3 separate regions of the Mus musculus genome follow, and regions 1 and 3 are each linked to region 2. Evidence: chromatin contacts called from public HiChIP or PLAC-seq and capture Hi-C data. All regions are on one chromosome and are shown on one strand. Each heading gives the region's core, a stretch centred on a gene start, on an enhancer-like site or on the middle of the called end of the contact. The rest is flanking DNA. Distances are from core to core; before and after follow the strand shown.

Region 1 (3,100 bases), core at 386-2,885, 360 kb before region 2:
AGGTGCTGGCCTGTTCTTCTCTCTCTTGAAATCTCACTTTACAAGGATGTGTTACTGCCTCTGGGCACCTGTACTAGTGGCCCTTGTTTCCATATTCTATTCTGTTATTTCATTAAAGCACACAAGATGAAAAGGAATTTATTTCAGAGCACAGCCTGTACTGTTGGAAAGGGTTAAATCTCGGTTCACAGTCGGTGAGCTTTAGACTGAAAGTTTGACCTGGACACACGTGTGTTTCCCTTGGCTTTCGTTGGCTCTACTCAGCTTAGCAACAGTCATGGACAATTGATCATGAATCTTGGGTTGTTACTGCCCCACCCGGCAACCAGAAGAAAGCAATCTCTGAAGAGACGCCCTTTGATATGCCAGGGAACTGCAGTCCTGTCAATATCAGGTGCCCTTAGATACATTAATGAACTCTAGCCCCATGTCAACATCAGAGGAGACTGTGTGAGTACCCAAGGCTTCGTGGGTCAGCAGGAGTCACTGGGAGCCTTAGTCACACAGGCAAAGATCTTTAATTATTTTTATTTTAAATTGTGTGTGTGTGTGTGTGTGAATGTGTGCAGGTGCCTACCTATATAGGCCAGAAGTGTCAGATCACCCTGGAGTTGGAATTACCGGTGGCTGTGAGCCATCCCACGTGGCAGCTGGGAATCACACTCAGGTCCTCTGCAAGACCAGTGTGCACTCCTCCACTGAGGTCTCTCTACCCCATCTCTAACATTTTAAACATGAAGCAAACAAGGCATATGAAAGACCACTAAGAACCACATAAAATTCCACAGATGCACATAAGCCAGCCCTTACAATGATGAATCTTTAGTCATTTTGCCTCTGGATTTTTGCCAGTATGAGTTTAAGCCTTCCCAATTCATTTAACCCCTCCTTTCCTAAAGAAAACCACCGCCCTACACTCGGTGTGTATGCATAAATGTTTTACACACATGAGTCCTGTATAGTGTTATTCTAAACTTTTATAAGTGATACAAATTATTCTGCAAACCACTTTTTAAGATTGAAATTCCATTAAAAATTAAATGAGCTCAGAAGTTTTTAATTAAGCTAATTCATTTATTTTATGTATTTGATTATTTACTTTTAATGCAAGGCCTTTCTTCTGTAGCCCTGGGTGACCTCAGACTTGCTTTGTAGCTCAGGCTGACCTAAAAAATTCCTAACAAGCCTTCTGCCTCAGCCGCCTGGGTGGGATGCTCCGATTCCCTGTTCACTGAAGTTCTTTAGTGAAACAGAATATCCCCTTCTCCACCTATAATAAGATGGGACATTTTGTCTCTGACCCTGTTCCTGCCAGAGAGATGAAACCGTAAGAATTTGGGAATGTTAGGAGTAGGTGTCTCTTGTTCTTAATGAGGCCACTCCTGCGCAGGCGCCTAGAGGCTCAGCATGGGGGATCGATCGTTGTCAGAAAGCCCAGGCCTTAATCAGAAACTTGAAACATTCACTGCCATCTCCAGTGTCTCAGGAGAAGGCAAGGGTTGGAGACTTGAGTTACTCTCCATAATAGCCAGGACCATTCCCCGCACGGTGAAACCTCCGCAGCAATCCACGAAGACGCGCTGTTGAGGTGGCTCAGGGATCACGTGATTTTGGTTCCTAGACCCCACCTTGGAAGGAGCTCGCAAAGTTGCCTGCTGACCTCTGTTGGTCGGCGTTCTGCCCACCTCAGGGCACAGCCGACAGGGAGGCGAAACTCAGGGAGTTTGCTGCCCTCATCCTGCGGCATTGCTGGGCCAGCGCTGGGCTTCAGAGAAGCACGGAGACACTGCTCTGGGAAACTGCTTACTGTTCCACCCAACAGACACGCCGGACAAACAGACTTCTACTCCATGCATTCATATACCACACTTACATCACACACACACTAGCAATAATCATCAACTAGTTCATATAACACACTTACACACATGACACACACACGGAATAATCACCAACTAGATTTAAACCTTAGTCCTCAAAGATCGGGCACAAGACAGCTCCCGCTAAGGCAGAAGGATCACGTTTGCGGTTACCTGGGCAACTTAACGCGCTTATTTTAATAAGCAAATACATAAATAGGTCTGTGTGTAGCTGCGTGGTGGAGTGCTGGCCTAGGGTATGATAGGCTCTAAATTAATCTCCAAAGCCATTAAAATTCCGAAAAGATCTCTCAGGAGGCTTCTCAGAGACAGCAGACCTCAGCATCACAGGACACAGGAGCTTGAAGACTTGAAGTTGGGACTCCTTCAGGCTTACTATTTCCCCCCTGGCTGTTCACTTATCACCTTTATTGTTGTTGTTTTGGTTTGGTTTTTGGTTTTTCGAGACAGGGTTTCTCTGTGTAGCCCTGGCTGTCCTGGAACTCACTCTGTAGACCAGGCTGGCCTCGAACTCAGAAATCCACCTGCCTCTGCCTCCCAAGTGCTGGAACTAAAGGTGTGTGCTACCACTGCCCGGCTCACTTATTGCCCTTTAAATTTTCCTTTCTCTTTATTCAGAGAGAGAGAATCTCATGGAGGCCAGGCTGATCCCAGACTCACTGTATAGCAGAAGGTGACCTTGAGTCCAAGATCCTTCTGCCTCTAACAGAAAAGTGGAGACTGCACACGCTCACTATCACAGTCTCCACTGTCACCTTCATCAGAAGAAAAGAGACAGTGTTGTGCGAACTACTACCTACCTAGGTGGAAAACACATAGAATATTCCAGAAATATTTAAGACTCATGAATTTAAACATAAGACCAAAAGAACCTAGGTCCATTAGGAAATTAGACACTTCTCCCATAACCCAGGCTGGCAGGAACTGTGGGGATCCCCTGCCTCAGTTTCCCATCTGCTGGGATTACATTTGCGAGCAACCACACTGGGCTGAGTAGATTTCTTACTTCCTTAAATAATTCAGTGTAGCAATGGGTCTAATAATCCCTTTGAAGAAGGATTTGACCATAAATGATATATTTTTTTAAATTATAATATTCTCTGGGTGGAAAATTCATGGTCACTACTAATGCTATGTCAGAGCTCAGGCCATGTGTGAGGCATGTGAGGAGATTTCTGAGAGTCTGTGAGAAAGCTCCAAGTAAGCAAGACAAGGGTCTT
Region 2 (3,084 bases), core at 323-2,822:
AGCGTGAAGGCTGTCATCTCAAAACTATAACAAACAGATTTGGGCAAATGGATATCAGCAGGTTTTTGGGTTCTCTCCACCTCCCCCAGTTTCTTTGAAACATATGCAGGAGTAGTTTCAAGTTTTCAGCGTTAGTGGTAGTCAGCCAGGAGGGCTTACAAACCCTTAGTAATCTTGGGGCTGTTATCACCATTACCTTTGGGATAAAAGAGGAGACTCTTTGAACGTAATAGGATCAAATCCTGCATCACTCAATAACAGGATAAATATGTGTGTATACATTTATTTATTTATGAAACCGTGATTTTGTCTCATTTCAAATTTGCTCTTTATTTCGGCAGTTTATATTAACTTACATAGAATTTGCTCCCATAGAGAAAAGCAAACAGTGGTCTGTAGTCATTCTCCATTACTTAAATCGCCTGTCACCAGCATCTATTGGTGTCACTGACCGCTGAGGGGACATTCAGCCAAGCTGTGGGACAATGCCCTCTAATGATTAGACAGGCTTTGGGGAGAAAGGGTATATTCCTGAGTAATTGGCCCAAGTGGGATTTTAATTAAAATAAATGAGGGTGGTCAACTAACCCTTGCTAGGTAGCATAGGCTAGACTGAGAAGTGAGTTTATTCATCCCCAGACAGAAATGTTTCAATCAGGCAATTATGCAAATGGATACTATTAATATTACTCGTTTCTTTCTTCCTTTGTTCCTAATGAAGGTCAATTGTATCCTGTTTGGCATGGTCAGCTCCTGAGCTGTGAGCCTTCATTAGGCTTCAGTGATGTTTCCCCTGAGACTCCAAAGACCGGTGGGAACTCCGAACGCAAAGAAAACTGAGGCCAGAGGGTGACAAGCCTTGTCACAGTATGCCTCCAGAGGTGCCAATCAAGTGAAGGGCTAATTACGGCTGGGCATGAACTGCCTGCAACTCCCCTGGACAGACAAGGCATGGTGTGCTCACATTAGCCGTTGGTCTCTCTTCTGTTCCACTCTGCACAGCTTTGTCTGAACATGGGTTTCTGCTATAACAAATGTGAAATGCACAAATCAAAGAAAGGGAACTTGAAGGCCTCACTATTTCCTGTGAAGCAAATGGCCGAGGTTTGGGAAAGCCATCCCCTTGCATTAAATTGAGGTGCCTTTCCAGGAACAGACCCCAGAGAGACAGGAAGATGATGACAGAACACCAGTGCATTATGGGAAGCACCGTGTATAGCAGCATGGTGACATTTCCTTAGCCACATCCTGTCCCGACTTTCCTGTCTTGCTCTCTACCTGTCAGAGCATCAGGCTTTTTGCTAAATGGACATGAATGCTCTCGTGATTTGTTTGTTTGGGGGTCAGGGTGTCATGAAGGCCAGGGATTATACATCTTGGAAATACTAACGTGGCCAGTCAGCACTGGGAACCTCACCTCCGAACAGGTCTGGGTCTGTAGGAGAGGGCTGGTAGCAATCGATGTCTGAGGCTGACTGAGAACCAGAGGACGATTGTCATGGGAGAGTGTTGAGGAACGAGGGCATGGGACAGTTTCTGAGCCTGAGTCCTACCCTGTTGTATTTATTCCAACTTCTTCAACTACAGGGTTCTAGCAACTCCGTGCGCACAGACCACTGAGTGGGCTTTCCTAATATGCAGACTATTAGACCGAAGCCCCGGGTTCTACACCTCTCACGCCAGGGGAGGGCTAGCACACATATTTGCACAATTATTAATTATAGTGAATTGTTGTTTTAAGAGCTTTGGTGTTGGCTGAGGGGCCATCTCCGAAGAAGCCTTACCAATCGCCCATCTGCTGCCTTAGTATGTTCTAGAGCTGCCACCTAGTGTCTGACCCCCGGTAGTTATAGCTGTCTATCGCTCAATTTTCACATCTATAAAATAGAGGAAGAAAAATACTTCCTTTATAGAGCTGTGTGGATTAAAAGAAAAGATATATAGAGGTTAATTTTATGGTCTGCAGCAATAAGGCAACAGTGCTAGGTAGCCAAACAGTCACTGAACGTGTATGAAAAGTGAGCGAGTCACCTTGGGTGAATGAACAAAGTCACAAGAGGTTTGTCTACAGGCAATCTCCCCCTCCCCCAAGCAGAGGCATGTGTCCTTCAGGCTAAGAGGTGACATGTGTAATTTAAGGTACCCACCAGCTTGGAACAAGATAGTGACAGTAAACAGATTGGCTTTCTCTTCTGATCTTTGTCATTTAAAATACACATGAATATGGAGCAACCAGCTGTGAAGAAAGAGGGCATATTTAAGACAGGTAGAAAGTAGGGGACACAGCTAGTGCTCAGCTATCAGCAGTGAGGAGGGTGTGGAGGGTGGAAAGAGATCCCTGCTGGGGACCAGGAAGGGGCTCAGCAACTCCGGAGGTAAGGTGGAACCCCAAGTGCTCTGCTCTCTGCATATCCTTTGAATTTACTTTATTTTTTTAATTTAAAAATGTTATGTGCATCTGTGTCAGTGCATGCATGTGTGTACGTGCACTGGTCTGTAGGTGCCTGTGGAGGTCAGAAGATGGTGTTAGATCCCCTGGAGCTGGACTTACCAGCTCTCAGTGAGCCACCGAGGCACCCAGCATGGATGCTGGCAATGCACTGGGACCTGCTGAAGAGCAGGAAGTGCGGCATCTTTTCAGCCTCTATAAGCGAGTATTTTCCAGTGATTGTCTGGAGGCTTAACATGTATGTTTAGAAAGAATCCCAACACACCCTTAAACACCACCACAGGACTCATTTTCCTATGAATATGCATCAACCTCATCCTGTGTCCATAGCTCAGCTTAGCATCCCTTATCTAGACATTGTACAGTTATTACATAGCCATCACTGTATAAACACTGTAGTTATTACATAGCCATCACTGCATAAACACTGTACAGTTATTACATAGCCATCACTGCATAAACACTGTACAGTTATTACATAGCCATCACTATATAAACACTGTACAGTTATTACATAGCCATCACTGTATAAACACTGTACAGTTATTACATAGCCATCACTGTATAAACACTGTACAGTTATTACATAGCCATCACTGTATAAACACTGTACAGTTATTACATAGCCATCACTG
Region 3 (2,979 bases), core at 308-2,807, 340 kb before region 2:
TTGTGTGAGAAAGCTTCATAATGACCTAGAATACAGTCCAGGCTGACGCTGAATCCATGATGAGCTTCCTGCTGGGCTTAGAGGTGTTAGCCCCGAGGCAAGCAGGTTAGGGGTAAGGAGTGGGTGAGATTCTCCGGGTCATCTGGTCAGGCCCAGTGCAATGACCAAGGCTCACCTCAAACTCCCTGGGATCCTCTGGCCCTGGCCTCCGGTGAGTTGGGAACCCTTGCTTGTTTGATTGTTTCCAGCTGAGAGTTTGAAGACTTGCAAGCTTTGCAGCTCGGTCAGCTTTTTGTCATGGAAACACAATGCCTTTCACACAATTTATGTTCTAAAACGGTGGAGCTACAAGAAAAACAGGCAAAAAATTCAGTGTTCTAAGTGAGTTAGTGTTGGGCTGCGTTCATGGCTCTTCTTAGCTGTGTGTGGCAGGCAGAATGTGATTGGGTGTCCAGGCACAGTCACTACCACAGTTGTTCAGCTGTTTTTCTGATGTGAGATCAGCCGTAGATCACCTCCACCAGTGGGGGCTTCTACGGCACAGCTACGTCAGACTTTACTTATTGCTGGCGGAATCGAAATTCAATGTAATTTTCATTTTTCACAAAATATCTTTTCCTTTTATTGTTTGAGAAACATCAAAACTGCAAGGCACGAGAGTGCACACCTTTAATCCCAGCACTCAGGAGGCAGAAACAGAGGATCTCTGTGGGTTCTGTTTTACACAGTGAGCTCCAGGACAGCCAGGGCTACACAGTGAAACCAGGTCTCAAACAAACAACAGCAAAAGAAAATATCAAAACAATTCTTGTCTTGTGGATTATACAAAAATAAGTAGAGGGTAAATTTCGCTAGTGTGCCTCATAGTTTGGGAACCTCTAGCCCAGGTTATGTGGTAGATTAGAAGAGAAGGTGCCCAGATCTCTAAGCAAAAGTTGGTTTCACAGGGTCCTCTTGTTTAACACACACTGTGCTGTGTTTTATAAAAAGGAAAAAGAAGCCGGGCTGTGGTGGTGCACGTCTTTAATTCCAGCACTCGGGAGGCAGAGGCAGGTGGATTTCTGAGTTGGAGGCCAGCCTGGTCTACAAAGTGAGTTCCAGGACAGCCAGGGCTATACAGAGAAAAAAAAAAAAAAAAAAAGAAAATAAAAAAAAAAGAAAAAGAAAAAGAAAGAAAGAAAGAAAAAAGAATATGTTTGGTGGTGGACCCATAAGGTGTGGGGGAAGGGGTATCTTTGCTGCCCACACTGAGGCATCCCTTCCCCCTGGGGTAGCAGCCACACTATGGCATAATATAGAATAGAGTTTATTTAGGACAGGGGGAGGGGAGTTGAGGGGGTAGTAGAGACAGAGAGAGACAGACAGACAGATAGAGAGACAGAGAGAGAAAACGATTAGAGGCTGGCCTGAGCACGTGGAGAGAGGGGAGAGGAGGGAAGGGAGAAGAGAAGAGACTGAGGGGAAAGGGGGTAAGAGAGCAAGAGAAGAGATGAGAGTGGGAGGGGCAAGCAGGGTCAGGTAACTGTAGGGCGGAGCCTATGACAAAAAGCCAACACACTGTGTTTGTGGTAGTCACCATAGAGCTAGAGATGATGTGCAACAGGAGAACCCGTAGGATGATTCAGAAAGAAAAGGCTTTCGGAGAAACCTGAGAGCCTGGGTCCACTCCCTGAACCCATGTTTGAAAGAGAAAACTGTACTCTGAGCTCTGAGTTGTGCTCTCACCACACACACACACACACACACACACACACACACACACACACACACACACACACACAAATAGATAAAGTGATAATGGAACGGAGGTGGAAAGGGAGCAATGGCAAGCTGTGGCGGAAGTGGTGTGTCCTTGTGACACAGTCTAGGCAGCGTGGCAGGGAAGGCCAGAGTGACTGATAAGCTTCCTGAAGAGGGCTGAGGGCCACAGAGCCCTACTGAGTTCAGAGAACTGTTGTGCTAGGAGTGACTTCAGCAAGGCCAGGGAGATGAAAGCCCTGACTTGGAGGGCATGAACTTCAGACAGCAGTAAAGCGTTTCCGGTATGAGATGCCTCGTGCAGTTTATGTACAGGTCAAAGTCTTTGCCAAGAAAAAAAGGAACCAGGCTGTCAGCGATAGAGAGATGAGGTTAGAGTTTGAGGCGTGAACCAGATTAGAACACTGAGCATGGAAGCAGAGAGCCCGTGGATGGTCCAGGACACAGGAGAGAGATCCAGCAATGTCTCACACAGGTGGATGGACGGATGGATAGTTGGATGGATGGATGGATGGATGGCGTTTGTTAGCTTTCGCTGCCTCCCTCTTCACTTTTCTTCTTCCAGTGTCTGAATGTCTGAGAGAAGACATTTAAGGGGGAAAGGGTTTAATTTGGTGTATTGTCTTTCCAACTTGAGGGAGACATCACAGCAGGAGGGGGAGGCTGGCTGCTCGTATTGCATCTGCCCTCAGAGAGGGGGGAGGGAGGGATGAAAGGAAGTGGGGATCAGGCTGTGACATCTCAAGGCCTGCCTCCAGGAGTTACTTCCTGCAGAGACTCAATACAGTGCCACCAGCTGGAGATCAAGTGCTTAGACGTGGGAACCTCCTGCAGTCATTTCAAAGTCAAACCACACTACTTCCCTTTTGAACACCAGTTCTCAAGTTATACCCCTATGCCCTAGGATTTAGGTCCTTTAAGGTCCCTTTTCCTTCTGTCAAGGAAGTGGGAGACTAAAGAGTAAAAGGTAGGAACACGAAAGCTGGGGTTGTGCATGGGGGGGGGGGGAGACATTTCCCTTCCTTCTGCTCTTTCTGGTTCTTTACAAAAAGATTTTGTTTTGATATGTGTGTGTGTGTGTGTGTGTGTGTGTGTGTGTGTGTGTGTGTGTGTGTGTGTGTGCACAAGTGCTCAAGTGAGTTCATTTGCCCTTGGAGTCCAGAAGCCGGTGTCATGGGTGCTAGGGACTAAGTCTGGGTTCTCTGGGAATCAGTGTGCTAG

What was found. HiChIP or PLAC-seq counts read pairs in DNA pulled down with a chosen protein or histone mark. Capture Hi-C pulls out chosen DNA fragments and counts their contacts.
Region 1: a contact with region 2 is called in an H3K27ac HiChIP or PLAC-seq map of embryonic stem cells, with 5 read pairs. The contact joins two enhancer-like sites. A contact is called at or near these places in 3 of 115 datasets of contacts at active chromatin or transcription factors (bone marrow-derived macrophages, embryonic stem cells and memory CD8 T cells).
Region 3: a contact with region 2 is called in a capture Hi-C map of embryonic stem cells, with 4 times the contacts expected there. The contact joins two enhancer-like sites. A contact is called at or near these places in 2 of 39 promoter capture datasets (embryonic stem cells and hippocampal neurons), 20 of 484 Hi-C or Micro-C datasets (CD8 T cells, the G1E-ER4 cell line, the P5424 cell line and 4 more), 2 of 115 datasets of contacts at active chromatin or transcription factors (embryonic forebrain and embryonic stem cells) and 1 of 9 other capture datasets (embryonic stem cells).

Annotation. Positions count from the first base shown.
Region 1 is chr6:143,142,501-143,145,600 of GRCm38.p6, reverse strand. The region is part of intron 5 of Gm31108 (predicted gene, 31108); the gene reads left to right. Among named protein-coding and RNA genes, the nearest start is that of Gm38921, 3.0 kb to the left of the region's middle. Within about 2 kb of position 1,635, at least 35 of the 459 cell types and tissues checked have an H3K27ac peak or open chromatin away from gene starts, as enhancers often do. A contact at or near this core is called in embryonic stem cells, where this site is marked.
Region 2 is chr6:142,778,274-142,781,357 of GRCm38.p6, reverse strand. No RefSeq gene overlaps it. Among named protein-coding and RNA genes, the nearest start is that of Gm46981, 3.9 kb to the left of the region's middle. Within about 2 kb of position 1,572, at least 69 of the 459 cell types and tissues checked have an H3K27ac peak or open chromatin away from gene starts, as enhancers often do. A contact at or near this core is called in CD8 T cells, the P5424 cell line and embryonic stem cells, where this site is marked.
Region 3 is chr6:143,114,284-143,117,262 of GRCm38.p6, reverse strand. The region is part of intron 7 of Gm31108 (predicted gene, 31108); the gene reads left to right. Among named protein-coding and RNA genes, the nearest start is that of C2cd5, 16 kb to the right of the region's middle. Within about 2 kb of position 1,557, at least 115 of the 459 cell types and tissues checked have an H3K27ac peak or open chromatin away from gene starts, as enhancers often do. A contact at or near this core is called in CD8 T cells, the P5424 cell line and embryonic stem cells, where this site is marked.